Linked DNA regions of Gossypium hirsutum: regions 2, 3 and 4 are each linked to region 1. Evidence: chromatin contacts called from public Hi-C data. All regions are on one chromosome and are shown on one strand. Each heading gives the region's core, a stretch centred on a gene start, on an enhancer-like site or on the middle of the called end of the contact. The rest is flanking DNA. Distances are from core to core; before and after follow the strand shown. Region 1 holds the start of LOC121220718. Region 2 holds the start of LOC107909560 (zinc finger protein GIS3). Region 3 holds the start of LOC107948241. Region 4 holds the start of LOC121220737 (pentatricopeptide repeat-containing protein At2g13600).

The links. Hi-C and Micro-C count contacts between places; a contact is called where the count stands out from the background.
Region 2: a contact with region 1 is called in a Hi-C map of leaf, with 2.8 times the contacts expected there. The contact joins the promoter of LOC107909560 here to the promoter of LOC121220718 in region 1. A contact is called at or near these places in 13 of 34 Hi-C or Micro-C datasets (anther, callus, cotyledon and 2 more).
Region 3: a contact with region 1 is called in a Hi-C map of leaf, with 1.9 times the contacts expected there. The contact joins the promoter of LOC107948241 here to the promoter of LOC121220718 in region 1. A contact is called at or near these places in 2 of 34 Hi-C or Micro-C datasets (both in leaf).
Region 4: a Hi-C map of leaf shows a contact between it and region 1, with 3 times the contacts expected there. The contact joins the promoter of LOC121220737 here to the promoter of LOC121220718 in region 1. A contact is called at or near these places in 4 of 34 Hi-C or Micro-C datasets (hypocotyl and leaf).

Annotation. Positions count from the first base shown.
Region 1 is chrA03:102,991,077-102,994,055 of Gossypium_hirsutum_v2.1, reverse strand. LOC121220718 reads right to left here and starts at 1,729. Exons shown (of 2, transcript XM_041100140.1): 1 at 1,176-1,729; 2 at 1-171. The coding sequence starts at 1,717. The coding sequence ends at 171.
Region 2 is chrA03:103,299,455-103,302,692 of Gossypium_hirsutum_v2.1, reverse strand. LOC107909560 (zinc finger protein GIS3) reads right to left here and starts at 1,453. Exons shown (of 1, transcript XM_016837143.2): 1 at 377-1,453. The coding sequence starts at 1,338. The coding sequence ends at 613.
Region 3 is chrA03:103,432,339-103,435,283 of Gossypium_hirsutum_v2.1, reverse strand. It overlaps LOC107948241, which reads left to right and starts at 1,523. Exons shown (of 2, transcript XM_016882719.2): 1 at 1,523-2,271; 2 at 2,910-2,945. The coding sequence starts at 1,788. The coding sequence ends at 2,258.
Region 4 is chrA03:103,331,869-103,334,971 of Gossypium_hirsutum_v2.1, reverse strand. LOC121220737 (pentatricopeptide repeat-containing protein At2g13600) reads right to left here and starts at 1,425. Exons shown (of 1, transcript XM_041100175.1): 1 at 1-1,425. The coding sequence starts at 1,062.

The sequences.
Region 1 (2,979 bases), core at 480-2,979:
TCACACCTAACAAAAAGGATTGGTGGTGACTCCATTTTCGTTTTCAAAATAAGTCGATTTCAAAAAAGTGTTTCGACAATTAAGATTGCCAAGTTGCAACCAATTGCATCTAAACTTTTGCTTCTAAAGCAACTCTTCATTGTGCAAAACAGATTCCAATTCTTCCCTAACCTGCATCTCAATAAGAAGAAAGCGATCTGCATTAGATCTTCCCAAAACCCTTTGAATGTTAGCCAACCTGTGTAAAAGCTGTTTTTTCCACGACCTAATATGACCATACACAATTTTATTCCAAACCGAAATATTAGCAGAAAAACTAATGAGGGCCTTGAACATGCTACCATTAAAATTCCATTTTTTTAAATAAAATCAGAAAAGTATTTGTGTCCGGTCCAACTTGCCAGAAATCAAAACGTACGTCCTGCGAAGTTCGAAGGCTACGGTTTAAGCAAGAAAAAAATGGGATGATGATTTGACTTGATTCTGGGAAGATGGGAGACCATACAATTAAGGAAAAGCTTTGATCCACTCATCATTACCAATGGCTTGATCAAGCCTTTCAAAGACCCTACCTCTTTGCCAAGTAAATGTAGGGCCCTTGAAGCCAAAATCCTGCAAAGCCAAAGAGTCCACAGAATCTCCAAAAAGAGAACAATGTTTACCATTCAAGCGACCTCCAACCTTATCACTTCCAGAAAGAATGGCATTGAAATCCCCTATAGCCATCCAAGGGACCGGCCCAGTAGGGAACCTCTTACGATCTTTTCCAAAGGAATTTTTGTTTCATTCTGTTCAAGTTTCCATAAACAAAAGTAATAAAGACACCTTCAGATAGACTGTTACTGAGAGCACGAGTCAAAATAAATTGAGTATTATTCTTAACAACCTCAAATTTTATATAATCTTTCCAACCAATCCATATAACCCGAGAAAACCCCACTGCTTCTACACGATGAGAATTTTGAAGGCCTAATTTAGCAATAACAGCGTCAGCTTTAAAACCACTAATTCTGAGTTCTAATAAACTCATAATGTTAGGCTTGTATTCCAAGTTATACTCTTTAAAAACACGAGAAAAATTAATCCCTACACATCTTTGGCAATTCCATGACATAATAGTAATATTTAAATCCATTAGCAAAAATATTGGAAAATAAATAAAAAAGAAAACTTACTACTTGTCCTGTTCCATCGTAACCGAGACTTCCAAAAGAACCCTCGGCTGCTCCTTACCAGTCTCAGATACTAGCTGTGCCGATATTAAGTCAACCATAGAGTTGACCGACTTAGTTAAGGGAACCTGCGAAGAGCTGGACACTTTAAAATTCCTCCCTGGATCGCGAAAGATTTTATTTAATTTCTTCCCACGTCGACTATCATCCACTTTTCTTCCACTGTTACCACCAACTGGAAACGAAGAAGGTCTCCCCACAGAAACGGCATCGTTCCCATAATTTGATTTGGTTGTGTTATGAGAGCCATTTCCTTTAAAAGTTACAACACTATGGCTCCCTGTATCAAGCAACCCTTCTTTGACTCCCACTTGCAATTCAATTGTACCTTCAAAAGTGGGATTAAAGTGAGATGAGCTTGCATTAGGAATAACAGAATTAAAAAAAAAATCATTAAAATTATCAGTGGTTGTCGTTGGGGGTTTTTCTCCATTGGACAAAGTCTGAATCGGTGGATTTTGGGAAAGCAACAAACGATCCTCCATTGGAAATTTCGGATTCTCCAAGCCCACATTTTTTATGCTGTCCATATGGTCCCCAAGGATCTTAATCGAGCCTGGAGTAGAAGTAATCTTCGACCCAATCGACTGCATGGGTATTTTTACTTGGGCCTCAGATAGCAAACCATGCCCATCACAATTAAGAGAATGACCATTAAAATGGCCTTTAGACGACCCAAGCCCCAAGTTGGCTAAAGTCTTGATAGAAAAGGAGTGGGCCATTTCCCATTTAGAGGCCTGCAAAGCAGCCCCTCTTATTATTATCCAGCATTTCCATTTCATGTCCATTTGTTTCCTTTAAAATCCCTTCAAAACCACAACCCTTCTGATTTGCATAATTCAGAATAATGTAACGAGATTCGAAGAAATTATTTCCCTTGATTTCAGCCCCAAATCCCCTATTTCCCCTAGGATTCCGCCTTGATTTTTTCTCAACAAGAATCCAAGGGCCAAAGTTCGCCGATTCAGTCTCACCGCCGACCGTCTCTAACACTATAGCATTATTCCCATTTCCAGTTGCAACAATCTGTTCACCCTCTTTCACCGTATCAGTTTTAGTAGGAGGACACAAAGTCTTTTCCATGGTCGTATCTACCGTAGGCAAAGCAAACAATCGACAGAGATTCGTATTGAATCCTTTGAGGAACACCATTTATTAGAATTTGGGAATCCAGGGGTTTGTCAAGATTAATGAAAACCGACATGCGAGCAAATTTGCCTCTGGCCCTACTGTCTGTGTTGAAGTCCAACATAACAACCTTTCCTATCAGTTCTCCAATCTCCTAGAGGATTTTTCAATTGTACAAATGACCCGACAGACTAGGAAGCCGAATCCAAGATTTGACCAAACTCGGGTAAGGTCTTGCAGGATCAAAATCCTTGAACCAGGATTGAACTGTTAAGTACTGTCCAAAAACAATCCATGGCCCTTGAGATAAAACTTTATCATAATCTTCTTTGCTATGAAATTTAACCAGAAAATAACCGTTTTCTATATCCATTAGGTGAAAAGACATCGAGGGTCTCCATAAGTTTGAAATCTTGTCTTGCAGTGAAAGAAAGCCGATATTCCGGTCAAGCAGTTTTATCACAACCGTCATAGCCATATCATTAATAAGTATTTGATTGATCCTTTCAGAAAAAAAACAATAGAAGGAATTTCATTAACGGACGATTTTTTTATGTCTCCTTCAGCAAATTCCAGAGAAGATTCCATCCTCATCTTTATTTCTGATGTTCCAGTCAAC
Region 2 (3,238 bases), core at 204-2,703, 310 kb before region 1:
CCACCTCACCAAGTTAGCAGACGCAGATTCTCTGTAAATAGCGTAAAATTAACACATAAGCTTCCTTGCGGGGAGCTGGAAGAGACAAATTGTGGTGTTACCTTTCGACATTACTCATCAATGACCAACCAACCAGTGAAGCTGTAGGGTGCGTTTCATTTGATAAACCACATTAATTGCATATATATTGTAAGGTACGGACACAAAATTTGTCTAATGTCAAATGTGCCTCACTGTTTCCATCCTTTTTAATTATTTAGGCTCCTATTTTTGGATGCTAGAATTTCAGCTTTTAATTTATTTAGCTACATAGAATAATAGTAGGGAAGAAGCTATTAACTCATATGCATGAAAGTTTTGGTTCTAAATTTAGATGTTTAAGATAATTCATATTGGTGAGGAAAATTGAGTTACATACATGAAGTTTTTATTCTAAATTTAGATCTTAATATACAAAATTAAAATTGGTGAGGAAAGTTAAGTGATTATATAACTTTAAAAAAGGGGAAAAAAAGTTTTGTGCAAGTGAAACAAATAATTTCCCTGATAAAAATAAATAAAAAAATAAAATTGTTTGAAAATGTACAAAGATCCCAAACACTAAAGACCGAGTCAAGGCCTGGCTGGAGCAAGACTAAGGTGCAAATCTAAGCCCAATGCATCATCAAAACTGGGGCCACCATCTCCCTTTGAAAACCTACGCAACGAGGGTCCATCAACACCCCGTCCATGGTGGCCCCCACCTTGCATCACTTGGGGGCCAACGCTTACGCCCAGATCCCCCAAACCACCACCACCACCACCACCACCATAAGGTACCCCCGCTGGCCCCCTCCCCACTCCACCACCTCCTCCTCCACCACCAGCGCTTGGAATCACACAGCCATGTGAGACGTGGAAAGGAGGTGGCCCTCCTCGTGGCAAGTAAACCCAAGACGGTCCCGCCGCAGCTGGCACCACGACGGGTGTAGCCGACGCTAAGAGATGCGGTGGAGGAGCAAAAGCAGAGATGATAGGGTTCCTAGCAAACGAAACCGCGGCGCTTCGAGTGGCTTGAAGTTGAGCACGCTTGAGCTGTTGCCTTTCCTTCTTATGAGCGTTCTGGTGACCTCCTAAAGCTTGAGAGTTGGCAAACTCACGGCAACAATACTGACACTCGTATTTGCGGTCACCAGGAGCAGGGAAGCCACCTGGCTCTGAAGACCCTGATGATGGATCTTTGGTGGTTCTGGATTCCAAAACATCATCATCTTCCGAGACGTTGAAGCCGAAGAGCTTTAGACGTGCAGTAGTGGCGCTGTTGGTTTTGGTATTAGCTTGGTATTCTAACTCTGCCATGTTAACTAGAGAAAAATAGAAAGAGAAATGAAGAAGAATAGTTTAGTTGTTCAATGTAATGTAATGTAAGGGGAAGAGTTGCATGTGTGGGGGTATATATACATGATAAAAAAAAAAGGATTTGTAGAACATGAACAGTACAACTTAGGATGAAAGAGAAAGATTTCGGATATCCCAAGGGGGAAAAAGAAAAGAGAGTATTAGGGAACACGACAAGACCCGAGAACACTTGACTTGGGACCCTCACCCAAGCCTTGTCTTCGCTTAGTGTACCTATTTCTCTAATTTGATACTGTTACTTCATCAATGCATTGCGTTGCATTTATTTTCTTTTTGGGGTTTTTTAAAGCTTGTTTATATTTATACATACAAGAATAAAAATGATTGAATTGGTCCATGTTTATTTATTTATTTTAAATAAGGAGCATCATTTGAGAGAAAATGGGTATCCAAAAAGCAATTGTGGGAGGTTCTTAATATAATGGGAACTTTTGTAGAGAACGTGAAGCAATTAGGTTAGAAAACAGATAGGAGGTAAGGGGGAGTGATCTGGACCACTATGCTGTAGATGGAAAAGGTTTGAATGGCCAATGAGAAGCTAAAAAAGTTGTTTTCATACATTGGTTGGGTTAATGACAGATTTCTAAATAATGTTCTTACACGACACGTACAATTCCAAGGAGCCGGTGAGGGTAATCTGAAGTGAAGTGAGGTCTATGTAGACTCTATAGGTAGCTAGATCCCTGTTCATGGTGGGCATCAACAGGGTATGGTTTTTAATTAACTAAATTTACTAACAAACAAAATGAGTGTACTAATAAAAAGATTCCATTCGAGATGATGACACATGTTGGAAAACTGGGGACCTTTTTTTGGTAATCACCATGAATTTATTCTTTCTTTCTTTCTTTATTTATCAAGTAGATTAATTAATTAAGAAAACAGTAATGTTAGTGGAACTGTCTCCAATGAAACGCCGTGATGCCCATCTCTTAAGTCTTTAATTCCCTGGCAAATCTCTCTGCTACCAAAAATGCCTTCTCTTTCTCTCTCTCTCTCTCTCTCTCTCTCTCTCTCCCGCGCTTCACTTCAGCTCAATCTCAGGAGCCGACACCGCCACCCACCACCACTCTCGCCCCTCATTTCTCTCTAAAAAGTCAAACTAAATCTAACATGTAAATCCATGCATGCATATATATATAGCACCACTTAGCTGTGTTTCCCAAAATTACCCCACACACACAGAAAGGAAAAAAAAGGTGGGGAAAAAAACCTTGAATTTCAAGTTTTAAACGTATGGTAATGGCGATATATCGATAATCTAACTATTCATGGATGACATAGATATAGAACTTCTCTTCCACACAACCCCAAACTTTTAAAAGTGTCAATACACTCATGCATTATATAATGTTGTAGGGTTATAGGGCAGGTGCATATCTAGAAAGGGTTACGCATGTTTCACATCAGATAAAACTTTCTGGCAATGGCAAGATGGGAGTTTAGTCTAAGTCAACCACGTGAAGCAAAGCTTTCACTTGCCTGGTCTGAATATAAATGGAAGTAGGGTTTGGGGGGTATCGAAATTAATGGACGGAAAGGGGGAAGAAAATGAAGGAATGAATGTTCAGGTGTTTTACAACTACGAAAAGAGACCCATCTTTACGTGTTGATGATGAATAATAATTGTTTAGGATGTTAGCGTGATTGACGTTGAAATCTGTATTTCTTTATGCAATTTTCTTGCTTTGCCAAGATCTATCCGAATCTTACTAACTACGAGACAGAGAAAAGTTTTGGGGTTTCTTTTTTTAATCCAATTATATTAGGCACGATTAAATTTGAAATGAAATCAAGTCCTATCATTGAATAAAAAGTAAAACTCTCTTAATATATATAT
Region 3 (2,945 bases), core at 274-2,773, 440 kb before region 1:
ATTGTCTCCTAGGTAAAGCAATTTAAACCTAAATTAAAATATGATATTGATTTGATCACTTTTGAAGTTGATGAGTTTGAAATTTTGAATATATTAATAAAAATAAAATGTAGTGATTTGTGTTGAAGCGATACTAAATTTCACAATAGCATAGGTGTTCAAGCATGAAGAACATAGAAATTAGATTCAAATATGCTATAGCTCATTATACTTTTTGAAAATTAAGAATTCAATCCCTGTACTGAAATTTAATCTCTATTTTTTAAATTTCAAAATTCAGATCTAATTGTTAATGTTGTTTAAATTTTTTATTAAATTTATTGTTATGATATTTTTGAAATAAAAAAAATACTTACTTAATAGTCATGTGATTAAAAAATAATAATTTTGTAATCAACTTAAATTTAACAAAAAAAATAACCGTTTTAATATTTAACTTAAATTTTAAAATTTGAAAAGTAAAAAAAAAGTTACACTAGATTTATAATTTTCAAAAAATATAATGTATGATTTTAAGGTAGAAATTAAGAAAATGTAAGTAGGAGTGGACGGTGTTGTTTTTGGTGCCTCGAAGGGGTGACACGTGATTCTATTCTTTCTAGAAAGGAGATGTGCGGTGGAAAAGGAGATGAAATGCCCGATTCACGTGCCTCTCATTTTATGACAATAGAGTTTCATGCTTTGGTTAGGGAAGAGATTGAATCACTATTTCCTAATATTATAAAATATGTTTTTTTAATTACAATGACAGGGTTATGTAAAACCTAAATAACAATTATAATTAACACTGACTTAAATGTAGGTCACATTTAGAATAATAAAAACTCTTCGTATGTCATGTAAATAATTTAAAAATTATAAAAATTCATAAAAAAAAGGGTCATTTTAGCCATCCATTTAATTTTTCGTCTCTTTTAATCCTTAAATTTGTATTGTTTATTAAATCACTCCAAAATAGATGGAAAAGTTAACATCTGTTAACTTTGCTAACATGACATTTACATGTATGCCACATTAGCAATTAATTTTTAAAATTTTAAAATATTAAAAAATAATTAATTGCTGACATGGCGGCATCCACATGGCAGTTCATGTGCATGTCATGTTAATAAAGTTAATAAACATTATATTTTGCTATTCATTTTTGCGATGATTTGACAAATACAAGGTTAATGGCTAAAAGAGTCGAATAATTTTAATAGAGAGCTAAAATGATTACTTTTATAGTATCCTTATAATTTTAATTTAATATAAATATTAATACTTAAATTGAATTGAATCACAATTTAAGATGAAATTAGCATTTCATTTAGAAAAAAAAAATTGTATGTTTTAAATGTAGAAAAAAATATGAGATCTGGATTCATTATACTAAAATGTTTCATTTCAAGTAGATATTATATTAATTAATATAAATTTGTTAAATAAATATATAAAAAATGATAAATGGTTTCCAGTCATCATCGAAAGACCAAAGTGGGTATAAATTTAGAATTTTCTTGGAAAATGCAGCCTCTGGGCTGGCTCTTGGGTCCTACCTTTTCACCTCTTCCAAGAGAAAAGAAAATTCTATTCAAAGACTTCCCTTTTGAAAATTAATAAAGAAAAAGCATGCAAAAGTCTCCAACATAGATTCCTTTCTTTTGCTTTCAAGCAACCAATACCCCCCCCCCCAAAATCTCAATCCATCCTTCTGCTGCCAAAGTTTCAAATTCCAAACCCTCCCAATCACTTCACTTAAAATTTCCCCATATAACCCTTCAACACAGACCCAACCTGAAACCAATATGACGACGCTGCAGAAATTCAAGCTATTGGCGACACAATGCGGCGTCACCCAAAGCCCAACACGAAGTCCAAGGACGAGCCCCCTCCTCAACTTCCGCCGCCCTAAAACCACACTCCGAACGCTTCTTACCAGAAGCGGTAGTCGCAAATCGTCAAGTTGCCGGGAAATGGTGTATCCACAGAGTTTCTTCGGCATTTCAGGTGAGAAAAAGAAGGGCGACAAGGATTTAAGTGGTCGCACTTTGAAGGATTTATTCGTATCATCAGGAGGAGGATACGAGGAGGACCAAGGAAAAGTGGTGAAGGAGGAATTTGGCGGGAAGGGCGACGTTCAAGTGGCGACGAAACTTGGCGGTGTGAATGGGTTGGGAGGTGAAGCGGGATCGGCACGGGCAGGGTGGATTGGGTTTAGGCATAGGATGGTGTTGAGGAAGGCTTGGCGTCCCATGCTTCAGACCATCCCTGAGTAATCATATTATTTGGGTGAGGCGTTTAAATCTCTTCTTAAACGCATTTCTTTCTTAAAACCAAAATTTTGCTTCTTCTTCTTCTCTCGCTCTCTCTCTCTCTCTCTCCCCCCCTTGTATCCAAATGCTGGGCTTCAGATTGATATATTGTTAAAAGATGACACGTGTTCTATTTAATATGTGATAATATTTAAACTTTTTTTATTTTGATTTTTATGGATTTCTAATAATTTATCAAACGTTAACTATTATTCATAAATTAAATTATTTTCTTATTTTAAATGTTTTTTCATAAATTAAATTATTTAGATATTAAATGTTTTTTCTTATTTTAATTTATCAACATTCAAATCTTTGTCAAACCTAAATTTTCAACCTTCACATACGTTGATTTTTCAATTCAACCAAACTCTCTATAATTACAACAAATATACAATAATTATTTATTTTAATTATTTGTTTCATAATTATCTCTTTAAAATTTTAAAATATTTTTCACTATCATAAAATTAAAATTAATTACGTAAATCGAGATTTTTTGTTCAAACCTTATTATTTGTCAGATTCATCAAATTAGACTTGGGATCATTCAACGTCTCAGACTTTCCTTCTCCATACCCATAAATCATATCCATGGATTTTGATATATTGTAGGAATAAAAGAATGCAGATGGGATTGGGAATCTGAAA
Region 4 (3,103 bases), core at 176-2,675, 340 kb before region 1:
ATTCCAAGACACTATGTTCCTCTCCATCATCTTTGCAAACATTAATCTCGCAGTTCTCACACTGGCTACCTTCGCATACCCACTTACCATTGAGGTTTCAGACACTACATTCCTAACTGGCATTCTATCAAAAATACATCTAGCTTCATTGATTTTATTGCATTTTGCATACATATCAACCAATGCATTTCCCAGGACAAGATCATCCCTCAACTTATTGCACTTCACAACACGAGCATGAATCTGCTTGCCTTCCTTGATTGCCGACAAGCTAGCGCAAGCACTAACCACACTGGCATATGTGAGTTCATCTGGTTCAATTCCACAATCCATCATCCTCAAGAAAACCTGAAGAGCTGCACTAGCTGGACCATTTTGCTCATAACAAGTGATCAAACTATTCCAAGAGACTCTATTCCTCTCACTCATATCATCGAAAGCTCTCTGGCCGCAGCTGACACTCCCACATTTTCCATACATATCAACAAGAGCCGAGCCCATATAAACATTGGAAAAGAACCTAGTTTTTGCGATTAAAGCATGGATTTGAGCACCGATTTTAATGTTTTTCAACCCAGAACAAGCGCTAAGAGCACTACCAAACGAGTATTCGTTAAGCACAAAGTCCTCTCTATGCATCCTAACAAAATAGTGAAGAGCCTCTCCGAACCTATCTTGCTGAGCTAACCCTGAAATGATTGAATTCCAAGAGCACTGATCATGCTCAGGCATGGAATCAAAAAACCCTGCTGCCTCATCAACGTAACCCAATTTCGTCAATACAGATATGACCGAGTTCCAAGAAAAAATATTTCTTTGAGGCATTCTGTTAAACACCTTCCCGGCATCCTCCAAGGAGCCACATCTGCCGTAGGCATCGATTAGCCTGTTCAGGATAAAAGTCTCAGAGGCAAAATTAGATTTGATAATCCGAACATGTAACCGACGTATATCAAGGAGAGACTTGGATTGGATGTAGGAACCCAAAAGCTTAGCAAAAGGAGAAGAGTCGGGCAGTGAAAGATCACCCACAATTTGTTTTTGCAATCTAAGTTTTGCCATTCCATTATCCTGGAAGAAACAAAGTTGGTGGGCATTGCTCTTTTGCTACGGTTTTTGCATCTCCCTTAGCATTTGGCTGCAAACTGAGATGCTTCTAACTTAGTAATGGGAGGAAAATAGAAGTGATGCCAACAGTTTTTTTTTTTTTTTCAAAATCTCTAGTTATGGAAAAGATTTCAATGACATTAACGAGTCAACTCTCCGACAACGAGACGTGAAGTAAGTGGAAAGCCGGATTCTAATACCTGAGCAGCAGTGACCTTTGAAATGTGATTAAACAGTGTAAGTTTCTTTTTTGGGTAGAAATTCTACCTGTTGTTGGGCTTCAGAGCTCACAAAACATGCCAAGCTCGTAATCCCGTTCCTACCCATCTTAACCAGAGGGGTTTAGGGGTTTAGTCGGGTTTTAACTGGGCTCCAATTAAGTTTAACTAAAAATTTAAATTCATGTCCGACCAGAAAAGTAGGCTTGAAATTTTGCTTAAACTCACCCGAATAAAAAGGCTAAAATTTGAGTTCAGTTCGACTCACCCGTATTAATTTTTTATATAATTTTTAAATATATATAATATATCAAAATACTAAAAAAATCAAAATAAATATTTTCCAAAAAATTGAAAATAAATTTTAAAAAATATGTATATTTAAATAACATTAAGATAAATGCAACTTAACAAGCAAATACATCTAAAATAATAACAAAATTAACAATAAAACAAGTTTTATACAATATCCAAACAACAACAAAATAGTAGCAACATAATAGTAAATGGTAGCAAAATAGGGAGAAAACAACAAAAAAAATTAAAAAAACAAAAAAAAAATATTTTTTTATCCTTTAGTGAATTTAGGTCGGATTGGGCTTGGCGGAACAAAAAACACCTTACTCGAGGCTCAACCCATTTTTTTAAGCCAGTTTTATTTTTTTGTCCAAGTCCATTTTTCAGGCCTATATTTTTACCCAAACACTTTCACATTTCGGGCGGGTTACTTAGCCTGACCCATTAAAAGGTCTAATCTTAACTTGAAACCATCTGAATTTAATAAATTTTGAACCCGTAATAGATCCGAGCTCAAGATAAATTCAATTCAAAGCTTGAAAAAGTCTGATTTTATAAACCAACAACCATAATAAACATTAATAATGAATATAATTTTATGATATTATTTAAAATATAAATAAATGAATTTTTTTAAATGTATTTATAAACATTGCATATTTAATATCGAAATATGATTAACGGGAAAAATTAATTAATAATAATTTTTATGTTAAATTATAAAGTAGAATAATTTTTTATTAATTTAACATAAAATATTTTTAATATTATAATTATACATGTATAATAAATATATAAAATTAATAATTATTAAAATCTATAAAATTAAACATTAATGATAATATAATAATATATTATATAACTATTACTGAAACCGATTACTTAACCTTAAACCGATATATTAAATTAGTATATTTGTAACAGCTCAATTTTCAGTGGTATTGGAAGCAGTGGTTTGAGACCACTAAAATCCGATAAGTGAGCTCGTAAATATTACTATTTAGTGTTTATGAGTTAATTGTGAATTTAGGAAAGTTAAGAATTAGTGATTTGTGCTTTAGAAATAATTGGTTTCAAAAATGAGGAATTGAGACCTCGATTTTATAAATCGAGCCGTAAATGTTTTTATAAATATTTACGGAGTGTTATTGAGATAGTGTTAAAGTTTCGTTAGCAAATTTTAACGTTTAGATAATTAATTAATTAAAAATAATTAAATTGAAAAGGTGTAAAATTTGTTAATCAAAGAAATGGTGACTAGATAACCCAAATAATAAATAAGAAGGATTTAAAGAGCAATTGGGTCTAATTTATAAAGGCTGGACGGTAGGGATATAGAAATTAGAAAGGAAATAGTGTGAACAAGGGGTAAAATTGGAAATTTTATAAAATTAAGCAAAAAATTTGAATTTTCATGATAATTCTAGACACTTTTCTTCTAAAACTTCATCAAAACACCATAGAAGAGTTCTTCTAAGCTG